3 separate regions of the Sus scrofa genome follow, and all the other regions are linked to region 2. The links are chromatin contacts, called in public Hi-C and HiChIP or PLAC-seq maps. All regions are on one chromosome and are shown on one strand. The core of a region is the stretch at or near the end of the contact, and the rest is flanking DNA. Distances in the headings are between cores, read along the strand shown.

Region 1 (3,363 bases), core at 436-2,935, 320 kb after region 2:
ATTGTGCAAAGATAATTATAAAGATTCCCCATCTTAGAAAAACTGAAGCATTTTTTAATGCAGGAAAGGCAACCATAATTCTTTTTGGTACTACTGAGTATGTTTCGCTTAAATACTAATAGCACTTGCTTTCCCACTGAGCTATAGATTTTGCTTAAGGAAATGGTGAAAGATTTCATTCACTGTACTTTTGTTAGAAAGTATGGAAATGTTTGTCCACGGGAACTTCTGTCGCCTGTGAGAATGGAAATCCATTGAGGTGAGGGAACCCTTTCATTTGATTGCCTAGAAGCTGTTGATACATTCCTTGTATCTTTCAACGGGATCTTTCACGCCACACAGGAAAACTGTAGCTGGTGAAGGAACAGAAAGAGCACTTCTTCCATGAGTCAAATCTTAGCAAACTTGCACAGCAGCTGTGCTAGGTACTGCTGAGGATTACCCCAGGACCCAGTTGCAGGGGTGTGCGCGGTTGAAGAGACAACTGGCATCCCTCAGGGGACCACTTTGACGGAGATTGAAGCAATAATGCATCCCCACTGCTGCTGGAGGATATTGTGGCCGTGTAGTACAAAACTGGTGCCAGATAAAAATCAGAAAGTAATAAAAAGCAAGACAAAACTCAAGAGCTTTTCAATCTTAATGCAAGGGACTAAAACAAACGTCCTGGGCTTGTTGCATTCACTCAGAAAGGAAAAGGGGGCAGGGGAAGGGAAAACTTGCAGAGACTTCAGTCTTTTCCTTTGAGAACCATTTGTGTTGTGAAATAAAGTTACGGAGTAGGCATGTTCAGACCTTTATTTGCTACATTTAGTCTGAAGGATTCCCCCCCAGCACACACACACCCTTAACTACAAGAAGCCAGAGTTTTCTGTGCAAACTGAAACAGGCGTTGCAAGAATCAGATTCACTTTGGACGACTCTTCACATTCCAAGTCATCATTGCATTAGGCAGCACAATTCCATCTCTGGTTGATGGGCAGAAAAAGTGGGCAGCTTGCCAGGTAGACGTTTCCATGACTCCCAGCCCCCAAAGGTGATGCGTTTTTCAGCTAATTCAATGAAGAGTGGGCTGAACTTTGGGTCTAAACGAGACAATAGCTGCCTTCGCAGTATCAGCAGAATGGTTGATGGGAATGCACTCTACATTTGGCAGAGAATCATGTGACCTTACGACTGAGATTTTGTGATGGTGCCAACGGAGACTTGGAAAGCAGCAACCGTCCTGACTTTTTTCTTCTTTTCTAGCATGGCTCAGAAAATGGTGGATCTTAATACTTGACTTTAGCCAGACTCAGCAAGCGACTGAGCTTTGAAGCACAACTTCGCCTTTATTCTGGGTTTTTGGCAGGCCACCAGGAGGCTGTCCCTTTCACGCCTGATAAATTCTGCTGCTTATCTCTAAATAGAAAAAAAAAAAAAAGAAAGAAAGAAAGAACATATAAACAGAATATTGAGGCATAACAAGTGAATCCTAAAATTGTGTGTGCTTTTTTTGTTTTTTTGCCTTTTCTTACCGCTGATTTTTTAAAACGTTAATACCCTTTCTGCTTGCTGAAGAATCCAAGTAGGTTTTTTTTTTTTTTTTTTTTTTTGGTTTATAATGAACAGGCATTTGAACTGGGCAAACAGGACGACAGCAGCAGTGAGCATGAGATCATTGCAGCAGTGTAGCAAACTGGCACCCTGCCTTCTCACCCTTTTGGTTCAGGAGACAAACGTGTGCAATCCTCATTTCTAAAGTCAGCACAGCCTGGAAGGATTCCTGGTCTCTCCCACCTTCTACCATTCTGCTGCCAGGGACGGCAAGGATTGGTGCAGCTTCTGCGCAGTGCTTTGTGCCTGGAATACCGAGAAGCAAGAAAAAGAAGACAAGCACCCTGGTCCTTTTTTCCAAGAAATAGCAGGAGCCATGAAGAAAAAAAAATCTGAGTTTGTCCTACTCCTTGCAACAGTGCTGGGAAAAAAAGAGAGAGAGAGAGAAAGAGACGCTCCTGCTCAAAAACAAAAACAAAAACAAACAAACAAAAATCCAAACCAAAACAAACCAAAAAAAAAAAAAAAAAAAAGCCAACATTGGCTTGTATAACTACAGAGACATCGGGCTTTGTAAAGCAGCTTTGTAAGGCAACATAAGCAAATGAGCCTTCTTTATTTTGTATTATTTCCAAAACATGGCATAATAAGCAATATATTGCTCTTGGTGAAATCGCACCTTTCATATCAGGTATAACTTTTTTTTGTTGTTTCTTTTTAAGCCTACTGTTATGTAAAAGGGGATCCTTGAACTTTCAATTTACTCTGATTTAACTCATCACCCACTTTACTCTTATTAACTTTTTCCTTTTGCTCTCTTGCTCTAATCCTGATTAGAATAGAAACTTTAGTAAAAATAGAAAAATCTCTATGCAAAAGATGGTACCTGTTTTTATTTTTGTTATACATAGAAGTTTTGGAAAAACATTAATATATTATCTGTGCTTATTGTGTACAGTATTAGTTTTTGCTGTCTAAGAAAAGTGAGCATTTAGCCCTGGTTGGTAAAGAAACTAAACCTTTCATGTGCCGTTGACTCATAATTTAAAATGTGAAAGAAGAAACTTTTTCAACTTCAAAAAAGAGGTCGTGTTAGAATATATATTAAACTTCTGATAAATAAAATTTAGTTTGGGGGAGGCTATATTTAAATTACTTACCAGGATTTCAGTGTAACAAATAGAGATGAAAATATCATGTTCTCAGTTGCTAAGTAGAAAAAAGCTTTTTCCACAATAATACTGACTGTTAAAATATATTTAAAAGAATAATTTGTCTTAGAGCTATTGCTGAGAGTGTTGGAAATATCTATTATTTTAGTAGAAAAAGTACATACAAACTTGTTTTTAGTTTAAAGCAGTGTATTGGATCAGCAGATAAATGCATTGCATTCTAATTATTTTGTCTGTTTGTAGAAGTAAATTGCTAAGCAATTGAAGCATTTTATAACAAAAACCCAGTTTTTCCTGGTTCAATGAGAAAGGATTAGCTGATATATTCCACCTATTTTAATTTCCATTAAAACTGTTTCAAAACATGTTTTAAAATTGTTAAAGAGAGAAAATGTTTTTAAGTACATAGCGTATATAGAGTATAATTTTCATGTTAAGAATTGATACTATATTTTCCATAAAAATAATAAACTTTAAGCAAACTGTTCTGCTTTTAAAATCATATTTTATTGTAATAAAAATATATAAACAATGAGAAAATACTGTAGAACTTATAAATTCTACCTTTTTTTAATTCTACAAAGAATTGTGGGAAATAACAAATACCTAATATACTGATAACATTCAAGGAAAACATTTTATTAAGTTTATTGTT
Region 2 (3,447 bases), core at 899-3,398:
ATTTTCATTGTTGTTGTTATTATTACTATTATTATTAACTTTTAAATTTAATTTTATTTTAATACTGTTACTACATGGGAAAAGAATTTTGCGGGAGGTTTGATTTTTTGAGATATAGTTTTGACATAAAATTATACTAGTTTTAGGTGTACAACATAATAATTTGATATTTGTATTTATTTTATTTTTTTAAACTTAGAGGCTGTGCCAACCTCCCTTTTCAAACTGATCAATGACTCCTACTGTATATTGGAGAAAATGGAAACCCATTTCTGCCCTAACCCCCACCCATAATTGATTTTATCACCCTTTTTTTTTAATGATATTTTAAAATTTTTTTCCATTATAACTGGTTTACAGGGTTCTGTCAATTTTCTACTGTACAGCAAGGTGACCTAGTCACACATGCCTATATATTCTTTTTCTCACATTATTCTCCATCATGCTCCATCATAAGTGACTAGATATAGTTCCCAGATTTTAATACTTTTAATTACTATATTTTCTATCACTACAATTTTAAAAATGAATCCTATTGACTAGATACTATTATCTGATCCTACTTGTCTCACCTGTTTTATTCCTTCTTGGATTTTTGGTTTGTTTGTTTTATTTTATTCAGACAGTATCCAATTTGAAGATAATTCCATTGACCAAGTAAAGGTTAATGGGATGGAAATGCTAAGTTCAGCATCCATATGCAATACTGCCATTCCTATACAGGGCCGCACCAGATGATGTTTTGTGTCATCACAGAGTAAACAGAGTGAGAAAATGTGGGTGTGGCAAATCCACCTTTGAATGATAGCTATTGCAGGACAGTGGGGGGGGGAGTGATTGTCCATATAGTCAGTATAAAATATGTGCTTTTAATTGGATTGTATTATCCCAAAGCATGAACTTGATCTGAAATACAATTCCCTGATATTTCTGTCATTAACTTGTTGATAATATAGTGGCTATTTTTAAGGTGTTTTCAAGGGACAAGCAAACTTAATATATGAAGTTTAAACAAACCTGAAGTTTTAAAAGATTGCATTTCTCTTTAGTGCTTCATTTTTTTGGTTATGTTTAGCCCTCATTTTTACATATATTTGAAAGAGAGGAATGTTTGTCTTAACTAGAGAACAAAACAAAATTATGGTGTAATGAGTTACTAGAATAAGAGAAAGCATGACATTAATATGAAAACTTGAAAGAGTTTAAAATAACCATTCTTATCTCCCCAAATGATATGATTTTGATGTTATTAAGCATAAAGAACTTTGTTTATAATAGGTTAACTTTGCAGTTAGGTGTGGTAAGTCAGAAGCCAAAAAAAAAAAAAAAAACCTAAAACAAAACCTAGGAACCAAGTGATTAAGTGATATCTGTGACTCTATGATGCATTAATTATTTTGTCATTTCCATATTCCCAGCTTGAAATTTAATATAAAAGAAATGCCTTGCTGCTTGGTTCTAAATCCTGTTTGATCCAATGTGGAAAAAAATATATATTATTTGGAGACTTCTTAACAGAAAAAAAAAAAAAATCTTTGAATTAATAGTTTCTCCTGCAAAAAGAAACTTGAAATTCACCTTTGGACTATTTCATATCTTTAGCATATTTTCTATTAAAAATACTTCTAGATTCCAGTGTCTGCTTGGCTTTGGTTATCTTAGCGGTAATAAGTAGCCTTGGGACCCCCGAAGGCACACCCCACACACTTATGCTGTGTGACCTAAGGTCACAAGTAATGGCTGCAAGCTAATTGATTGAGAAAGGCTTGTCTGGAGGGGCCTCTTTGCGTCCTCCCTTTACATTCCTAAGTTCTGTGAGAGTCACTAGCAGCTCAGCCTCGCAAGGAAGGAAAAAAGAGAGGAAGTTTCTCTGCGTTGTGAATACACTTTGAGTTCCCCTGTAGTGAGCTTACTTCTCTCCACCCACCAACCAAGAACTCTTTCACTTGAAGGTGGACAACTTAAAGCCTGATCTCAGAGTTACCCGAAAAGTGACCTGAGTATTTATTGAGCTGAAAGAACCAATTACCTACTTCAGGCGGTGGGGAGCGTATGGAAATGATATTAGAACTTCAGCAAAGTGCACAGCCGCATAATACAGAAGCCAGGACTCAGATTGACAGGCAAATAAGCCAGCTCGTGGAAGGGGCCTCTGGGTGGCAGCTCTGGGCTATTGGGTGTTGGACAACTATAGGCAAAACTGAAATGGAACAGGGGCAGAAAATAGCACACTTTTACGCCACGCAACCGTTGCTTTCGCATGGTGAGTGCAGATTTAAGATATTACTTAAAGTCTACTTTCTGTGTTGTAAAACAAGTAGAGAAATCTGTTGTGCTTTGAAGGGAATGATAGCAGGAGCCTTTCTTAAAAGTTCTAAGTGATCTGGTTTTGTTTCTGCTTGATCTCACATTAAACTTGGCAATGCTAACAGAGAAACACAATATTTGTATTGTCTTGGTGTCCTTTTTCTTAAAATTGTCCTTTTGTTTAAATCATGCGTCTCTCCAACCTGAATAAATATTGTTTTAGGCAAATCAGGGGTGGAATAGGTAATGAAGGAACAGCGGTGTGACAATACATGTAAACATTTCACTTAGTCCAACTTTGTGTCACTTCTCCACGGCTTCACATTTTGCCGCCTTATCTCAGGAATATATAGCACAGTCTGTATGAAAAGAGCTTTGTGTGAGAATTCCAGAGAGTTAAAGGGTCAGGGCCTGTGTGTTATCTGACTGCCAGCAAGACTCACTGGGTTGTCCTCTTATTTTTAATCTAAAATAGGGAAAAAGTGCATCTTTACATATTAAAAAGTAAGTGTGTTTTGATTCCAATAGTTGCCTTCTTATAGTTTATGGTTGTTATTCCTGGCAAAGGATTATTTAAGCTTCTTTCGAGAAGCAGCATGCAAACTTCTTTTGTTTCTTTCTGTCTTGTTTGATCACATTTCACTGCAGAAATTTTGCACATTTTTTTTAAAATAATAATTATCTCGAAACAATACCAAGTGGTTTTTATTTCAGTGCAAATATCTTGGCAATTAGTAAGCTTGCTTTTCCTGGGGAAAAATACCTGAGAGTAAATCGTGCTTAATTCTTAGTTTAGCCATACTTATAGTCCTATTTTAAATGTGTTTCTTTAAAAAAAAAATCAGAATCTAGGGGAAGTATTACTAGAATGTTACAGAAGAGATTCTTCTGCAAAAACTGCAAATTCAGTATTATAATTTTAATGAGTTCCAAATATTATCGCTATTGTTGACTTTGTTTAAAAAGCATTTTTATTAACAAAGTGACTGCATTAGATGTTACCAAATGAATGAAGTGAAAACTGTGTCTTCCATCCTGCTGATTTGATAGAATATAGAGGTCTGCATTGTTATTGTGTTTCATATTCATTTAAACTTTTTAAAGAGCACCTCTGTAATACCCATTTTGAATAATCATTTA
Region 3 (3,642 bases), core at 554-3,053, 360 kb after region 2:
CCCTAGCCTGGCAACCTCCATATGCTGCAGGCACAGCCCTGAAAAGCAAAAAAAAAAAAAAAAATTATTACAGGAAATCCTCACATCATTGAATAATTATTTATTAAATTTAGTTGTTAGCTGGGCAGAGTCCAAGATTATATCAGTTGGAGAACACCTAAGATTGTTTTTAATAGAGACCCATCCCCCCTTTTTTCCTCTCAGCTGAAATTGTCATAAGTCTATTTTCTTTCTTTGTTATGAAAAAGCATTTGCGAAACAGTGTGTCATGCTATCAGTACAAGTAATTTTCTAAGGTAGATTATGAAGATTCTTCGGTATTTTTATTTTTCACAAACATAATAAATGTTCACTTATATAAAAATATGTGCATATATGTAAATATGTCATACGATACAGATGTCTTGAGAGTCTAATTCCTATGAATAAGTATATAGACCACACTGTCCCAGCATTCTAGAATACATGTGACTTCAGATAACAAAAATGTTTATAAATAGCACTGAAAACTTTAGTCATGTGGATTTCCTCATGAAGTATACACTTTAATGTTGCAGCAGAGAACTGTGTGGGAGTTGCCTCATTTTAGTTCTATTTTAAAACAATGAGAAATTTAACCGGTCGCTTAATTTTAAATGACATAGTCATAAAATAAAACTATGTCCATTCAAGAGTTTTTCCTATCAAGTTAACTTTCCCTCTGCTCACCAAGAGTGTTAGCTAGGAGGCTCTGGTTATTTCTGGATAGGCTGGTTCATAAAAAAGGACAGTATTTGTCTTTTTTTCTTTTCTTTTTTTTTTAATGTGATGTTCACTCCCAAAGTAATAAAACTGAAAAAGAAAATTAGGAATTTTGCGTTTCAAGAACAATAGGATAAGCAGATATACATCGAGATTTTTTAAATTTTCTACAAAATGTGGACATTGGGCTGGAAAGGACACTTACATCCTGATTCTACAGGAGATCTAAAGAAATTTTTTACCTTCCTCTAGATTCCACAGCCACTTAATAACCAGTGATAGACACAAGGGCGATCTCCTGCCTTTGTGTGGTGCAATTTTCTTTTACCCTGAAATTCTTAAAGGTAATCCTCAGGACATGGAATGTTTCATTATTTATTTAATCACATTTCCGACTGTTCCAGAATATTTTTCCATAGGTGTGTACACAGCAAATGAATAAAAATCAGTCATATTTACTATGTGACCACCATCTATCATTCAGTTTAGGGAAAGTATACTTTATTACTATTTATTTTTTCCATTCTTTTAGTTAGTGCAGCACTCATAAGGAAGTTACTGATTGTTAATCCAGTGGGACTGAAATAGACATACATTTGAATAAGATGGCTAAATAATGAAAATAACTTGTTTACCTGTGTATCGATTTAACGAAGGAAAGTATATTCGTGATTTGTTTATGTCTTTTTTAACACAACGAAAACTGGATTGAGAAGCTTGCCAGACATACATATTCATTTTTCCAAGAATAACTTTTTGATAGCTTTAGTGAGGAAAATGATTCATTTGAATCAATACATTGTGTGTAATTTAAAAGCCAAGGATACATTTACTCTTCTGGGTTTTTATTCACTTTAAACTTATCCAAATTTTATGAAAAGCTCTTTACCTCAAGCACTGGCTGCATCAGATTTTGTTTTTGGTGGGAGGGGAATCTTAACTTGTGTCCCATGTGCAGTTATATGTTCCCTGGGTAGAGCAAAATGGTGGCTGCTCTTGGATTTCTCTTCCAGTGCCAGAATCCTCTCCCTTCAATACTGCATGTGGAACATTCCTAATCCGTGTTTGTTTCCCTCAGGACTAGGGCTCCTTGGGGATTTGGCTGCCTAGCTTGATGGAAGTATTCCAGCTCTGCTTTCTTTCGGATAGTATTTCTCCTCCATTTTATCTAAATAGAGGATTATATTAGCTAAACATGATTAAATTTGAGATATGAGTAGGTACATTTCTGGTTTCTAGTTCTGTTAAAGTTTCTTATGGTCCCTGTCTCTGCATGCAACATAGTGTTTTAACGTAACCATCTTTTAGTAGCTCCAACTCTTAGGAAAAAGTTTGGAAGAACCCTAAGCAAGTTGTTTGAAAGAAACGGGCATTTTAAAAAGTTCTTAATGCAGTTAGTAACTCAAAGTCTATACTGACAAAGATGCAAATAGCCTTTATAAGCATAAATTTTGTGAAATGAACATTTTGTAAAAGTAAATGTGGAGTTTGTAGATCCTTAGGCAAATCTTCACTGCCGGTTGAATTTATTTAAAGAGCTTTTTTGGTCACCTTTGAACCTCAATGATTTCTCCAGATGTACAGAAGTGAACAATGTAAAAATCTTGCTGTTTCAGCAGAACTGATTCCAGCTGGCTGGGAACTGGATCTGCAAGTCATTGGTTACAGCTGTGTTTCGATTTATGTGATGGTTGAAAAAATAAATTACCCGATTAGATGGCTAGAAAGAGGACTCTTTGTTTAGCCCTTGTGTGGGGACTGAAAGTGTTTATGGTGCTGTTTTCTACGCAGTCTTTGCAAAGTAAGCTGGACAAATAGACTTATTCAGTGCTCCTAAGAAATGTTGCATATTCAGCTTTAATTCTTTACTAAAGAAACTTTTTTTATATAATGCTGTCACCCAGCAAATGTTTTAAAGGTCCAGCATTTAAGAGAAGCAGTAAGTTTTCTGTCCTACTGAGCATTGCATTTAGTAATTGAAAAGCCGTTTGCTTTTGTTTAATCTGTACTTTAAAACATGTCTTTGTCAGGCATATGAATTAAAATATGTTTCCTTTAAATTCAAAGCTTTATAGTGGCAAAGTATCTGAACATAAATTCTAACTCAACCCTTTTCTTTAATGAGTTATGGCTCATGGCACATAAGAGAATAAATTAATTAAATTACTAAATAAAGAAATATAATTAAGCATTACTGCAACACCAAAAAAAAAAAAAAAAAAAAAAAGAAAGGGACATGCCGGTGGGCTACTTAGGCTATAGGGGGATTGAATTTGTGACCTTTTCGTCATTACCTAAGTAAAGTTTACAGTTATGAGCAGGGAGAGTATTAAACAGCATGTAGCTTTTCGGGTTAGTAAAAGTCAAAAAGCTAGTAACTCTTGGAGGTGTAGAGTACAACCCTCCCAAGAAGATCAACATACTAATATAACACTGTATGAAGTTTTGTTGGTTTTTTTTTTTTAATTATTTTCCAAGGTAGGGTTTTCCCCCCATAGGTTTGGCAAAACCCAGAAAAGGACAGAAAATCAACTTGACAATGAAGCCACGCACCAGGTACAAAAATGTCCACCAAGTTCAACACCACTTCAGTGTGGGGAATATTCAGGAATGTATCTTTTTTTTTTTAACCAAGAAAATGGATGATTCTTTATCCATTTCCTTTCTTAGGCTGAGGTATATGTTATGGAATTTAGGTGATGCAGATGAATAATCATGATGTCTCCAAAAGGAAACAAAGGCGGGATTGATCTGTCTTGAACGGGTAGACAGTTATGCTGTATCAGACTATTTCTCTGATCAATGGAAGTATACCCTCTTAACCCTTAACAAATCAATGCAATTTCTTGGAAAGGATGAGAACAAAGTGTGGAAATGCAAGATACACTTGAACCTTTACTG

The links. Hi-C and Micro-C count contacts between places; a contact is called where the count stands out from the background. HiChIP or PLAC-seq counts read pairs in DNA pulled down with a chosen protein or histone mark.
Region 1: a Hi-C map of liver shows a contact between it and region 2, with 7 times the contacts expected there. The contact joins two enhancer-like sites. A contact is called at or near these places in 1 of 47 Hi-C or Micro-C datasets (liver) and 1 of 2 datasets of contacts at active chromatin or transcription factors (skeletal muscle).
Region 3: a contact with region 2 is called in an H3K27ac HiChIP or PLAC-seq map of skeletal muscle. The contact joins two enhancer-like sites. A contact is called at or near these places in 1 of 47 Hi-C or Micro-C datasets (fetal skeletal muscle) and 2 of 2 datasets of contacts at active chromatin or transcription factors (alveolar macrophages and skeletal muscle).

The regions. Positions count from the first base shown.
Region 1 is chr13:181,296,901-181,300,263 of Sscrofa11.1, forward strand. It overlaps a transcript of LOC106508546 not described here. Among named protein-coding and RNA genes, the nearest start is that of MIR99A, 3.9 kb to the right of the region's middle. Within about 2 kb of position 1,686, at least 41 of the 83 cell types and tissues checked have an H3K27ac peak or open chromatin away from gene starts, as enhancers often do. A contact at or near this core is called in liver and skeletal muscle, where this site is marked.
Region 2 is chr13:180,978,998-180,982,444 of Sscrofa11.1, forward strand. The region is part of intron 2 of LOC106508546; the gene reads left to right. Among named protein-coding and RNA genes, the nearest start is that of MIR99A, 320 kb to the right of the region's middle. Within about 2 kb of position 2,149, at least 37 of the 83 cell types and tissues checked have an H3K27ac peak or open chromatin away from gene starts, as enhancers often do. A contact at or near this core is called in fetal skeletal muscle, liver and skeletal muscle, where this site is marked.
Region 3 is chr13:181,337,783-181,341,424 of Sscrofa11.1, forward strand. It overlaps a transcript of LOC106508546 not described here. Among named protein-coding and RNA genes, the nearest start is that of MIRLET7C, 36 kb to the left of the region's middle. Within about 2 kb of position 1,804, at least 22 of the 83 cell types and tissues checked have an H3K27ac peak or open chromatin away from gene starts, as enhancers often do. A contact at or near this core is called in fetal skeletal muscle and skeletal muscle, where this site is marked.